2 separate regions of the Gasterosteus aculeatus genome follow, and region 1 is linked to region 2. A link is a contact called in public Hi-C data. All regions are on one chromosome and are shown on one strand. Each heading gives the region's core, a stretch centred on a gene start, on an enhancer-like site or on the middle of the called end of the contact. The rest is flanking DNA. Distances are from core to core; before and after follow the strand shown.

Evidence for each region. Hi-C and Micro-C count contacts between places; a contact is called where the count stands out from the background.
Region 1: a Hi-C map of tail fin shows a contact between it and region 2, with 1.8 times the contacts expected there. The contact joins the enhancer-like site here to the promoter of zfhx4 in region 2. A contact is called at or near these places in 4 of 6 Hi-C or Micro-C datasets (skeletal muscle, tail fin and whole body).

The regions. Positions count from the first base shown.
Region 1 is chr21:12,450,453-12,456,587 of fGasAcu3.hap1.1, reverse strand. All of the region lies in intron 6 of zfhx4 (zinc finger homeobox 4), which reads right to left. Among protein-coding and RNA genes, the nearest start is that of pex2, 44 kb to the left of the region's middle. Within about 2 kb of position 1,402, at least 2 of the 9 cell types and tissues checked have open chromatin away from gene starts, as enhancers often do.
Region 2 is chr21:12,395,538-12,401,536 of fGasAcu3.hap1.1, reverse strand. zfhx4 (zinc finger homeobox 4) reads right to left here and starts at 4,469. Exons shown (of 12, transcript XM_040166738.2): 1 at 4,246-4,469.

The DNA.
Region 1 (6,135 bases), core at 153-2,652, 58 kb before region 2:
CACTTTGGGCATTGTATGACGAGCACGAGGGCTCTGCGAAACCCCCCCTCGGAAACATGATATGATTAACCCTTTCTCCAACAGCGCACGCACACATTGACAGCAAAAGACACACACACACACACACACACACACGGACGGACACATAGACTAAGGCCTGGCGCCGCTGCTTTAAGCGCCAACACATTAAGTGGACATTATATACAGCATGAAATGTTCATGGCAGATGCTGGCATGTGATTGAAGGGGAGGACTGCGGTTGTGTGTGTGTGTGTGTTTGTGTTCATATACATGAACGCTGCTGTATTTTTGCATTCGCACATGTCTGTGAGTGGTGTGCACATTTTGCATGCGTACACAGGGTCTATCTCAAGGTGCATGTGTGTGTGTGTGTGTGTGTGTGTGCGTGCGTGTGTGAGGGACTGGGACTGCACTCTGCTCCTGATGTTTTATTAATACGTTGGTGACAACGGGGATGAAATATCTCCTGTCAGCCAGGAGAGCCCCGGCTGCAGAAATTGCAATTTTCACTGCCGGTGCAGCGGCGTCCATCTTTGTATTTTAATTCACCCCACCTTCATATAGAGGAAAAGAGGAAGCATGAGAGTGTGCGTGTGTATGGGTGTGTGTGTGTGTGTGTGTGTGTGTGTGTGTGTGTGTGTGTGTAAATATTGCTGTGTGTAGTGCTTTTGAAAGCCTTTCATCATTGGTTTATCTTTTCTCTGTACTTGACTTTTGTTCAATGCCAGAGAAAAGCAAATGGCCCAAATCAAACAGCGTGTTTCACAGAGCGAAAGAGAAAGAAAAGAAGGGGAGGGCAAAGGGTCAAAACAAAACAAAAAAAAGCTCTTGAAGATCCCACATACTGCAACGTCACGACAATGTCTCAAATGAGAAATATTCTTTTGTCATTGTCTGCTTTCAGTCCTTCACTGCACCAAATGTTTGTAAAAGTAGAAATATAATTGCTTGGATCTGAACCAACCTGCTTTTTTTTAAACAGGTTTATTGTACACATGTATAATTGAGTGATACTGATTGATGTTTGGAAGCTATGGCGCATTACATGTCGGCAATATCACAGACGAAGCCAGTCCTCGATCATGAGGTAACTAAACCTGTGTCTTTCCTAACCTCTAGGGGGCAGTCTACCTGTAGCTAGATAGGAGACCAGAGGAAAAAGAGACAATGAACAGAGACGAAGAGAGGGAGGAATGAGGGGGTAAGGGGTGGGTAAAGAAAGAGAAAAAGAAAGAGGAAAGGAGGGGTGATCATCTGGGCCTCATCAGTGTTTTTTTTTCTCACTCCTTTCCCCTTCTTGCCGGTTAGATCTGTGGTGAGCGAGTGTGTGTGTGTGTGTGTGAGTGTGTGCGTGCATACGGGGAATGTGTTTCCACACTGAGGACATTCCCAGACGAGCTTTCTCAATACATCAGCACAGCGTCTGCCCTCTGACTGACCCTGACAGTTACACACCAGCCCAATGTGTACGTTGGTGCGCGTGTGTGCGCGCGCGGGTTTGAGTGTGTCTGTGTGTGGATGTGTGCCATTGATCAAGCGAGTGAGACAGCAACTGCATGTGTTTGCATGTGAGTTGTCATGTGCCAGCGTGTGTGTGTGTGTGTGTGTGAGGGAGCTTAGGAGAGGGTTCTGCAGCATGGACTCTTAACCATCAACTTAATTGTTACCAGAGGACGCACGGAGCAAAAACTTTCGCAGTCACCTTCCACTGCCTTGTGTGCGCGCACACACATACACACACACACTGGGATTTGGTCAGGCTGTGTAGGGTGTGTGATTTTGGCAGCCTGGTGGGACTCCCTTTGATGTGGGTCGGTCGGAACATTAAAGCCGGCCGGTGAGCTCGAGTTAACCACAGACCCTGGGTCCGATTACCCTGCAACCAACAGCCTATATTTAACCGTTAGAGAGGAAGAATAATTAAGTGAGTCTTGATCAAGGATACAGCCCCACTATGCTTTTTGGGTTTAGATTGGCCCATTAATTGCAAGCCAAATGCCAAAGATCCCCAAACACAACATATTTTGTTCACACGACGTCTGAGCAAATTGTGTTCCAAATTATTTCTTAAAAAAAAAAACCTCACATTGACTACAAAAATCACAGTCGAAAATAAAATAGCAAAACAAGTTTTGACAGACAGGCACAGGAGGATGTGAAGACAGATTTATAGAAAGAGATGTTTGGAAGGAAAGAATGGAAGAGTAGACATATGGGAGATGGAGGCAATGGAGGATGTATTGAAAGTGTGTGTGTGTGTGTGTGCCCTCTAGCTGTATAATGACCTGCTCTGAGACCACTCGCTCCCTTTCCCATCTCCCCCTAAGGGCCCATAACCGCCATGCCGGGTCATTATGTGCCCGGTGGAGGACTCAGCCGTACGGCACACGAGCGCAGAGCGATGCCACACGGAGGAACCGGACACGGAGGCACCAAGATGGCTGAATTCATTAGCTGGGCCGGGCCGCCTCTAATTTGCCTCCTCAGGCCTTGGATAGTGCTCATTAAAGGGGTAAAAGAGTATTAAAAATACTATATATATATATATTCTTTTTTTTTTACATTATTGTTGATCTTAAATCCCGGACGCTATGAAGCAGAGCATCAAGTCAAAAGGTAATTGTTGCCAAAGAAAATATTATGAGAAATGAAATGAAATGCTTTACCTACTAGACTGAGAAGCCATTACTGTGCAGCTGTTAAGACTCTCAGTGCTACAATGGTATGTGTTCTGTTGTCTAAAAATACTTATAAAGGCCTGATAGAGGTATATGTCAGATGTATCAGTGGTGGTAGTGCAGTATTAATGTTTTGCGTAACACCCATGACTGCCATGTCTCCCCCACTTAGCCACGATGTTGATGCTGATTTCTTCTTACAACTCTGGTCGTGTCCCCTGTGAGACCACGAGACCACGTGTGTGTGTGTGTGTGTGTGCGTGCGTGCGTGTCTTTACACAAGGAATAGGGGCCCTGTGATGTCACATTCCTGCGCTGCGCGTGGCTCTAGTTTAGCTTCTAGGTTTTAAAAGGGGAAAGCTTTGAAACATTACACCCTCCCACACAGCCATGCACACGCACACGCACACACACACACACACACACACACACACACACGCACGCAGTCAAGGGCCAGTGGTAATACTGCTAGGGTAATAACCTTACAGACTTACAGATCTCCCTCCCTCCCGTCCTCTCACCCTCAAATCTTTATTTACCCTACTCTCCCTCTCTCTCTCCCTCCCTCTCTCTCTCTCTCCCCTCGTTCTCCCTGTACTTTCCCCCCACAAATTTAAGCGCGTTTAACAAGCATTTAGATCTTAACCAGATGTTGTTAATGTAGCATGTCTAAAATACTAAACATCAACCCAGCGGAGAGGGGCTACAGCTCCTGCACAGGGCCTGGGAGTAACTGACACGAGCGCACACACACACACACACACCTGCACTCGCTCACACACACCTACACACGAATCCCTCAGCACATAACACACATTAACTCCCACATGTATTTCATGCACAGAGGCCCACAGCCCACATGCTAACATGTAAACACACCGACACACCGACACACACACCAGGACAAGCAAACACACGTGTTTCCATGCACACGCTCCAATCCGCCCACACCCACCCTCGTATTGCTTAAAACACACGAGAACTTATTACAACGGCAAAAAAAAAAAAAAAACAGATCTATTGTCGCGGGTCGACTGAAAGGCAGACAATAGGATTGTCACATTTAACACGCTCCTGGTGTGAATGTCAATAAGTTGAACTGACGGAATAAGCTGAAAAAATGACTTTGGTGTGAAATAAATGCTGGTATCAGCACTTTACCAAATTTGCTTTGTTGTTGTCAATTACGACTTCCCCGCAGACACTTTGTTGAATTTTCTTTTGCTCAAATTGCCCGCACCGCTGTCTGGCAGGCGACTTACTTACAACACCTATTACTCAAAGAAAAAATCATATGAATAAACATTGCCAAGATTAAAAGCTTGCTGTGCCTCGCTTGCTGCGCAGACAAAAAAAACGTTGTTTCATGTTGAGAAGGGTTCCGTTTCCAGCGCTGTGAGCACCGGGTGGCGGAGGGGGATATGATATTAATGATTCTTTAATTGCAAATACAAAAGGTTTTCACAGGACCAAAATATTTCTTCAAAAGGTTCAGTGGTGCAAAAAAAAGAATTGCCGCAACACCTGGACTTATACAATGGGCTAGCACACCTACTGTACACCTCCACACGTGTACACACACACACACACACACACCTGCATCTTACACAACAGCCATATTGCATTTCGGCTGTTTGAATCACCTTAGGCTGAGGAGGTGAATTGAAGAGGCGGCACGCAAGCTTACCGAGGGATTTAGGAATAATTTGAAAAGAAGATTCCTCTCCTCTGTTTCATCTCCCCCTTGTCCCTTTCTCTATTTTCTGGTCTTTTATGATTCCTTGGCCCAATATTTATCTAGCCCTGATTATAAACATCTGGCCGACGGGGCAGACAGCACAGCGGCAGCCGAAAAGCGCACACACACACACACACACACACACTCTCTATCGTAGAGTCACACACATAGTGGAAATATCACACACGCACACCAACGTGACCCTGCCAGGTTCAGGCCGGAGGACGGAAGCGAGAGAGAAACAGAATGACGGCGAGAGAAAGAGAAAGTCGGGCCAGACAGAGACAGAAAGACAGAACTGGAAGCCGAGGGTTAATGGCCTTCCCATCTCTGTGATAAGAATTCATTCTGTTCTATTACCAGCACTTATCTACAGAGGCTGCTGTCTTTCCCCGCTCTCTCCCTTAAAACACACACACACACACACACACGCATGCACAGCGAGGGGCCGAGATCGATAGATGGACCTAATGAAGAAAGCAGCTGTTTCTCGGCATACCTTCTCAACTCTATCAGCCCAACAAGATCTCCCTGCCGTATTCATCCGTCTCTCCATCCATCCATTTATCTATCCAGCGATCTATCCATCTGCCCATCTATTTTTATACGTTCTCACACAGCTATCCATCCATATACCTATCCTATTTGTTCCTCGGTGCCTCCAACGATCTATCCATCCATCACAACGCTTGTAAACAAAGATACCAGCGGGATAGATATGGTTTCCAATTGACCGGACTGGTCCATGTCATGTATTCAAGCTTTATTTATTTTCCGAGAACTAATACGAGGCAGAGAATTGGGGAATCTAATAAAATGGCTGCCGTGGTTTCAGAGAATGGCAGTGTGTGTTTTTGTGTCTATGCTTAAAATAGACAAATGGCCAAATGGATAATGCTTAAAACAGATCTTTATCCTATTGGGCTTGTGTCCCGCTTTTAGCTGCATAAAAAAAACATCTGCTTTCAGAGTCACCAAAAGAGACTTTAAGCCTGATCGAAATCATTCAAAATATTTTAGATAGAAGGGACAGATAGAAATACAGTTAAAGGTTTGAGTGCATAACTTAAAAATTCAGCCAAACAAAGATGTGAATCCTCATTTTCATGAACTGTACATACATATTTTATAAAGGTGTTGTATCCATGTTGCTCCCAATGTATAATTATCAGCGTTAATATCAGAATGTTTGAAGTGCACGAAAATAAATATATAAATTACTTTTCTATAAACACGTTTCTAGAACCACATGCCTTATTGAAGGGGGGGGGTTCAGTTGAGTCGGAGCCACCACATAACTGCCATTAGCACATTCCAATATCATACACTGACAATAAGTCCAAGTGACACGTCTTTGAGTGGAAGAGTGTGCTTAACAAAAATGTGTGTGTCACCGGGGCCTTATTGTGAGTTGAAGTTGGGGAGCATGATAGGACTCTTCAACATGAGAAGAAGAAGAAAAAGAAAAATATCTTCAAGCCTAAATATTATATTATGATTAGGTCGCTCAGGATCATCCCCAACAGGACCACATGGGACCTGTAACACACGGGCACATAGGCTCGCATGCAGCACTCACACACACACAAAGAAATACACAGACCCGGGGCAACTGGCCCGGAGATGGTATTCGCAGACGGTTACGAATAAGGAGTGTTGGCTTTTCTTGACTTTCTCAAAAACATGCAAAAAATGTCC
Region 2 (5,999 bases), core at 3,220-5,719:
GGACACATGCGCGAGAACGCATCCGACCCCTGTCAGTCGCTCGTTTTACGGGCAAAGCGCCGGAGTTGCACTTAACGTCACGACATCCGCCTTTATTGTGGACTAAAAGAAAAACACAACACCTGTTATCCAAACAGCCCCCGATGTCAAAGATCCAACCGGCGAGATATAATCGATACGCGACCCCTAAATTTAACACACACCCGAAACTACTCAATAAAAGTTAAAGGGAGAGGTGGAAAGGAAGAGAGAGGAGAGAAGAAAAAAAAAACTTACTTTCTTCCCCCTCCAAAGCCGTCACCTCCGCTTCTCTCACCGCTCTGGGGTTTTTTAAAAACGGTCACATCCAGCGGCTTGCGTTATAGGACAATCAAAAGGTGGAAAAAAGGGGGAAAATTACAATAATCCTCCAACTTTATATTGGGAAAAGGGGGGTAAAACCACAAATGTGAAGCGTTTAGAGCGCTATCCCTTATTTTGGTTCCGGTGGTGGTGAAACGACGTGTCGACGGGCTGCCTCGCAGTTTCTCTTGTGGACGGGGGTCGGCAAACGGAGGAAAGGAAATGAAAATCCGATATGTCTTTATTCTGCTAATTATTATCGTTTTAGCCCTGTTTAAAAAAATGGCTGATTAAGTTGAGTGCGCATGTCTTTGTGTGTCTATTTCCCGATATGCACTCTGGGAATGGGTAGAGAGACAGAGAGAGAGAGAGGGGGCGAATGAGAGAGAGAGAGAGAGAGAGAGAGAGAGAGAGAGAGAGAGAGAGAGAGAGAGAGAGAGAGAGAGAGAGAGAGAGAGGGGGAGAGCGAGAGAGGGAGGGAGCAAAAGAGGGACGGGGAGGGAGGGAGAGAGAGGAGAGAAGTGTAATTAGTGAGTTGATCAACAGTCTCCACATTGCAAATGACGCGCACACGGAGCCCTGGCGGCCGTATAGGTCTATGCGCGCAGAACCACACAGAAAGAAAATCCTTTTGTATGGTTTCTCTCTATGGCCAAATCACATGTAGAACAATGGACAACCGCTTCCTGCACACCAAACCGGCTGGAAATACTTACAAGTACTACCTAGAATTCATCTTTTTTTTTGTTGCAAAGGCGAGTTTTGCAGACGGGTATTTCTGTGCGGAGGCGCATGAGCAGTTTTACTCGATTCTCGATTTAGCAAATACATGATTAGTATTTTGTTCCGCCCGTGACGCTCAGTTGTGTATTGCATCGATTGCATTGATTATGACACCACGGGCGCATTACTTTTACTAAGATTCAAAGAATAAAGTGTATTGTGAATTGGGATGAATATGAACAATTCCGAGGACGCTACAAATTGACTTCCCATTACGTTTGTAACATTTATTCAAGACGTTTTATCAGCAATGTGTCTCAAAATAAAAAATAAAAAAATCATTGTAGGGAGGGGGATCAAAAGCACACCAACGTATTGTTGCGCATTACAACGGGCCTTTACATAGAATATAATACATTTCACAAGTACCATAATGTGTGCACCAGCAGCATTCACGCAACTAATTTACACGTGGGTGGGAAGTTTGGGCTTTGTATTGTATTCTCTAAAAAATGATGTTTGTTGTATTTTTCTTAGGTTGAGTACGCTGTATTCGATCTGTTGCATGTATGTCACATATAAACGTCCAAGCTAAAAGAACAAATCAAAGCCCACAAAGCATCACTGTAATCCACCGCGCATTGTACAGTCATCGCCGAGGCCCCGAGTGGGTTCAATAGAGCCAAACTGCAAAAATCCAATACAGGGTCACACACACAGAAATCCCCCTCTGTATTCAAAGCTCCATTCACATGGCGTTTACATTTAGTGTCCTTACAAAGTGCATCGCTGCGCTATCCTTTCAATGCAAACCGTTTACTGCGTGTTTCCCCCTAAGGTTTCTTAATAGTGGCTTTTGGGCAAGAAGAAGACTTTACACATTCTCAATCGGGGAGAAAATCAAGAGATCTTGTTCGCCTTCATGGGGGAAAAAAAAAAATCGAAGCTGGGGGTGAATTGAACTGCATGAGCCGGGGCTTCGGGATGTGACGATAAGGCTGCTGCTGGCAAGTGAACTACCATAGGTCTACTTTTACAGCCACATGGACCGGACTGCACCCACACCAACTGGATCCTTGAGAAGACAAGAGATCCGAGTCCGACCCGGGGCTGTTTATGCGTGAGTTTATAGAAGGTTACTGACAAAAGAGGGGCGGGTGGGTCGAGGTGAGGAACAGAGGCGTCACTTTTCACCCGGATCCAAGGCTCCTGCTGCTGCTGCTGCTGCCGCTGCCGCTGCAGCTGCCTCCCTGTCCTCCAGGGGGGCTTTTCTAGCCTGTCAGCCGCGGGAGGCGTCGCTCACAGACGGGCGTGGAGAGCCGAGTCGACCCGCTGCTGCCGCGGACGCGCAACAAAAAAAAGAAAGTCCACCGGGTCCGTGCGTCGAGCCCCTGAGAGCCGCGCGGAGTGGACTTGGAGTGGATTTGTCATTTGCGACTTCGTGCATCGTAAACGGAGCACTTCTGTACACCAAATTCAACGAGATGTTGTTGTTGTTGTACCATTTCTGTGAATGGATACTAATTACCGTCTCTCTCTCTCTCGGGTTAAATGTGCAACCAACGGAGTTGCTTTTGCTATTTAATTTGTTTTCAGTGAGAAAAAGAGAAAGTACAAAGCGGATTTGGCGAACTGATATCGGGCTGCCGCTTATCTTAACCTCCTGCATGTTGTAACCCCCCCCCCCCCACCACCACCCCCTCCGCCCCCCCGGTCTCCACCCTCCCTCTCTCCCCGCAGACGATGCTCTTTCTCCGCAGGACCGCTTGACAATAGACCGCGTTAACTAATATTTCGCCCCATTTCCATATCAGCCGCATCCTCAGTTAATTATAGATGTTTATCTCTAAACTCCGGTCTGGTGTCTGTGTGTGACTGCTTGTGTATGTGTGTGTGTGTGTATATATATGTGTGTGTCTGCGTGTGCGCGCGAGCGTGCGAGTAATTTGTGTAAAGCAAATACGTGTCGAAGTGGCATCCCTGAAAACAAAGCACAGGACGACAGCAACTAAAAATCCTTTTTAAATGATCGTGTGGTTAAAGACGTTTTGTTTTATTGTATAATGCACCCAGACGTATGAAAGGTAGCATCGAGCCCACAAAGATCTGATGCCACTTGAGCCGATCAATACCTTTGAATCGTCGGGAGAAATTCACCTTGGCACACATGGGACGGAACCATCGCGCAACAATCGATATATAGGCCCACTGTCGGAAATTAACCCGAAAAATCAGAATTAATTCGACGTTAGATTCTGTTATAATTTAAACAAATAGTAATAATTTAGTAAATGATTTTGCTCTTAGTCGTATTTGCCAGAGACGGTCACCTGGTCAGTGGTCTCGGCGTGTGCCTACGGAGCTTGTTTGTCCTGTGCGTCGGCGCCCTCATGGGGCTGCATTGGCTGACCCCTCTGCCTCCTCAGGACACACACAAAAAACACGCAAAAGCCCACAGCTCTGACCCGCGACGTGCCACAGTGACCCACTGGCCCACTCTCGTAACAGCAAACACATGCCCAAAATAAGCTTCGCAAAATTCCACAAAAACGGCCAATAAGAAGTTACGCGCAACTCTTTAGACGTCTGCCACCGACAAAAGACTTCAGCATAATTTAACCATAAAAGAATGGACTTGGAAATATGTATTTCCAAAAAGTCAATAACAACAATTATATTTTTCAGCGCGATAAAATAAATAATAGAGACATAATTGTCGGAATGTGATGTCCCTTGTAAGTTGACACCTGCGTTAAATTAAGGCGAAGACTCGCAAAATCAAGTAATTGCAAATAAATCCAAAAGAGATCACTGTTTTCTGTGATTTCAACGAAATCAACGTCTTATAAAAGCCACCTACTTGTTTGCTGACAAACACTCCAGAGAGATGTGAGCAAAAACGACCCCCTCTTTAGCAAATAAAACGAGGAAAACATGGTAAAAAAAACAATGAAACCAAATTAAGTTTTTGCCCATATATGCTCAACATAAACTCTCTCGACGTTTTCACTTCCAGCCCTAAAGCCAAACACCAGCGCTCCAATAAATATGCAATCGTTGTAAAAAATAAAAAAAACTTCAAATTTTCCTCCTCTTACCTCTTTTAAATCTCCCCCAAAAAGCATAAAGTATAATAAGCCATTGAAAGAGATGACACATAAAAACGTAGATTCTCGGTACCTTTGGTATAAAACATTCCGTTTTCCTTCTTTTCTGTCTTTCTCTTGCTCAGTAGCGATCCGATAATAGCATATGGAAAGTGTTTTCAAAATGCCCAGATTTGGCACATTGTCATTGAAAAGAGAGGAGCGCAGTGATGCGGTGCTACAACAGGGGAAATGAGTTGCGGATTGGACGCAGCCCGCCTCGGTGCGGACTTATCCCACTTTAATTTAATATTCCGCAATCACACACACTAGTGATGGCATATAATTCAAGGAGAAATTCAGAGGGAAGGAAATGCTTTTGTGTGTGTGTGTTTTTTACACCACTTTATTTGATTAAGGAGAGAGACAGCACAATATTGTGTCCCCCCCCCCCTCACCCCCGCTTTTCTTCTTCTTTGCTCTCCCCCACCCCGATTCAGTTTTTGTATATATTTTTTAATACATTAAATAATGTATATAGGAATATATGTATTTGTATGTATATTCATAACGTATTTAAAAACCAACAACTCCAGCTTCTCTGCGCATCGGTGTCACACTGGAATCATCCCTAACATAAAATCGAGACCCATAAACGCTTGTTTGTAAAACACTGAACCCGAAATCAATGTATTGGGACATTTCGATCGATTATATAAACGAAAATCTATACGCAACATGAGACCAGTATCAGCCCACTCTTCCGTTCCCTTTAAAGGAGAGGGGGGGGGGGGGGGGGGGGTTACGCAGAAATAGAGAGAGGTTGAGAGAGAGAGACAGAGAGGTGGGGGGGGGGGGGGGGGGCAGAGAAGGGAAAAAAGAAACAAAGACTGTCAATTCAACCCCTTTGCCTCAGTCACTTAGATCAGGGCTTCTCCAGCATGTTCATGTCAAGGACCCCCGAATGGACACACCTTAAGCCAAGGGTCCCCGTTTAATTAGATTCTATCTCCGGGACCCCAACATGTTTTTGTTTTTTTGGTCAATTTAGACTCACATTGTAAACCTGCTGTACGTGTGACGCGTACATCTGAAACCTCCATTCAGACACGTGCTTTCTAATTGGAATAATTGTATGTTAATAAAATCACGGTAAAAATTAAACAGTTCTATATGGGGGGGGGGGGGGGGGGGGGTCCTTTCGACGATTCTTGAACCGCACTTTCGAGAACCACTGACTTGGACGTCAAAGTGCTTCCAGATGCGGAGTGATAGCGCGACTCCTGATGACAACAATTAGACAGAAAATAGCCCCAATCAAACGGGGCCGCACGGGAATACGTTACATTTCAAGGGTCAAGGGGAAGCGCCCCCCCTCCTCTCCCCCCCACACACTTTGTCTCCACATATCCAAATATCACATTTCAGCATCACATCGCAACAATCAAGCACTTTCAGGCAATCAGGTATATGCAGATTCCCCAGAAGAGCGCGTGCTCCCTGTCGGATGAGATGTTGCATAAACTGCGCATTAATATGCAACATGATACGATATGGAGAGGGGCAGGGAACAGGGGGATGGAGACAGGTGGAGGGGGGGGGGGGGGTAAAATAAAGAGGTGCCAATCATGTAAAATTTACACGGGACCACAGCTGCTAGGGCTCTCGAGCAGGGAGGAGGTGGGTTGGGTTGGGATGAGGGGGGGTGAGATTAGGAGACAGGAGCATGAGGGTGGGGGTGGAGGTTTCGGGGGTCCGTGCGGCCGCCGGTGCCACTCTGTTTATTTGATAAGAGCCATCGATCGCCCCTGACTGTAAAGACTTTACCCAGACGCAGGCGGGGCAGCT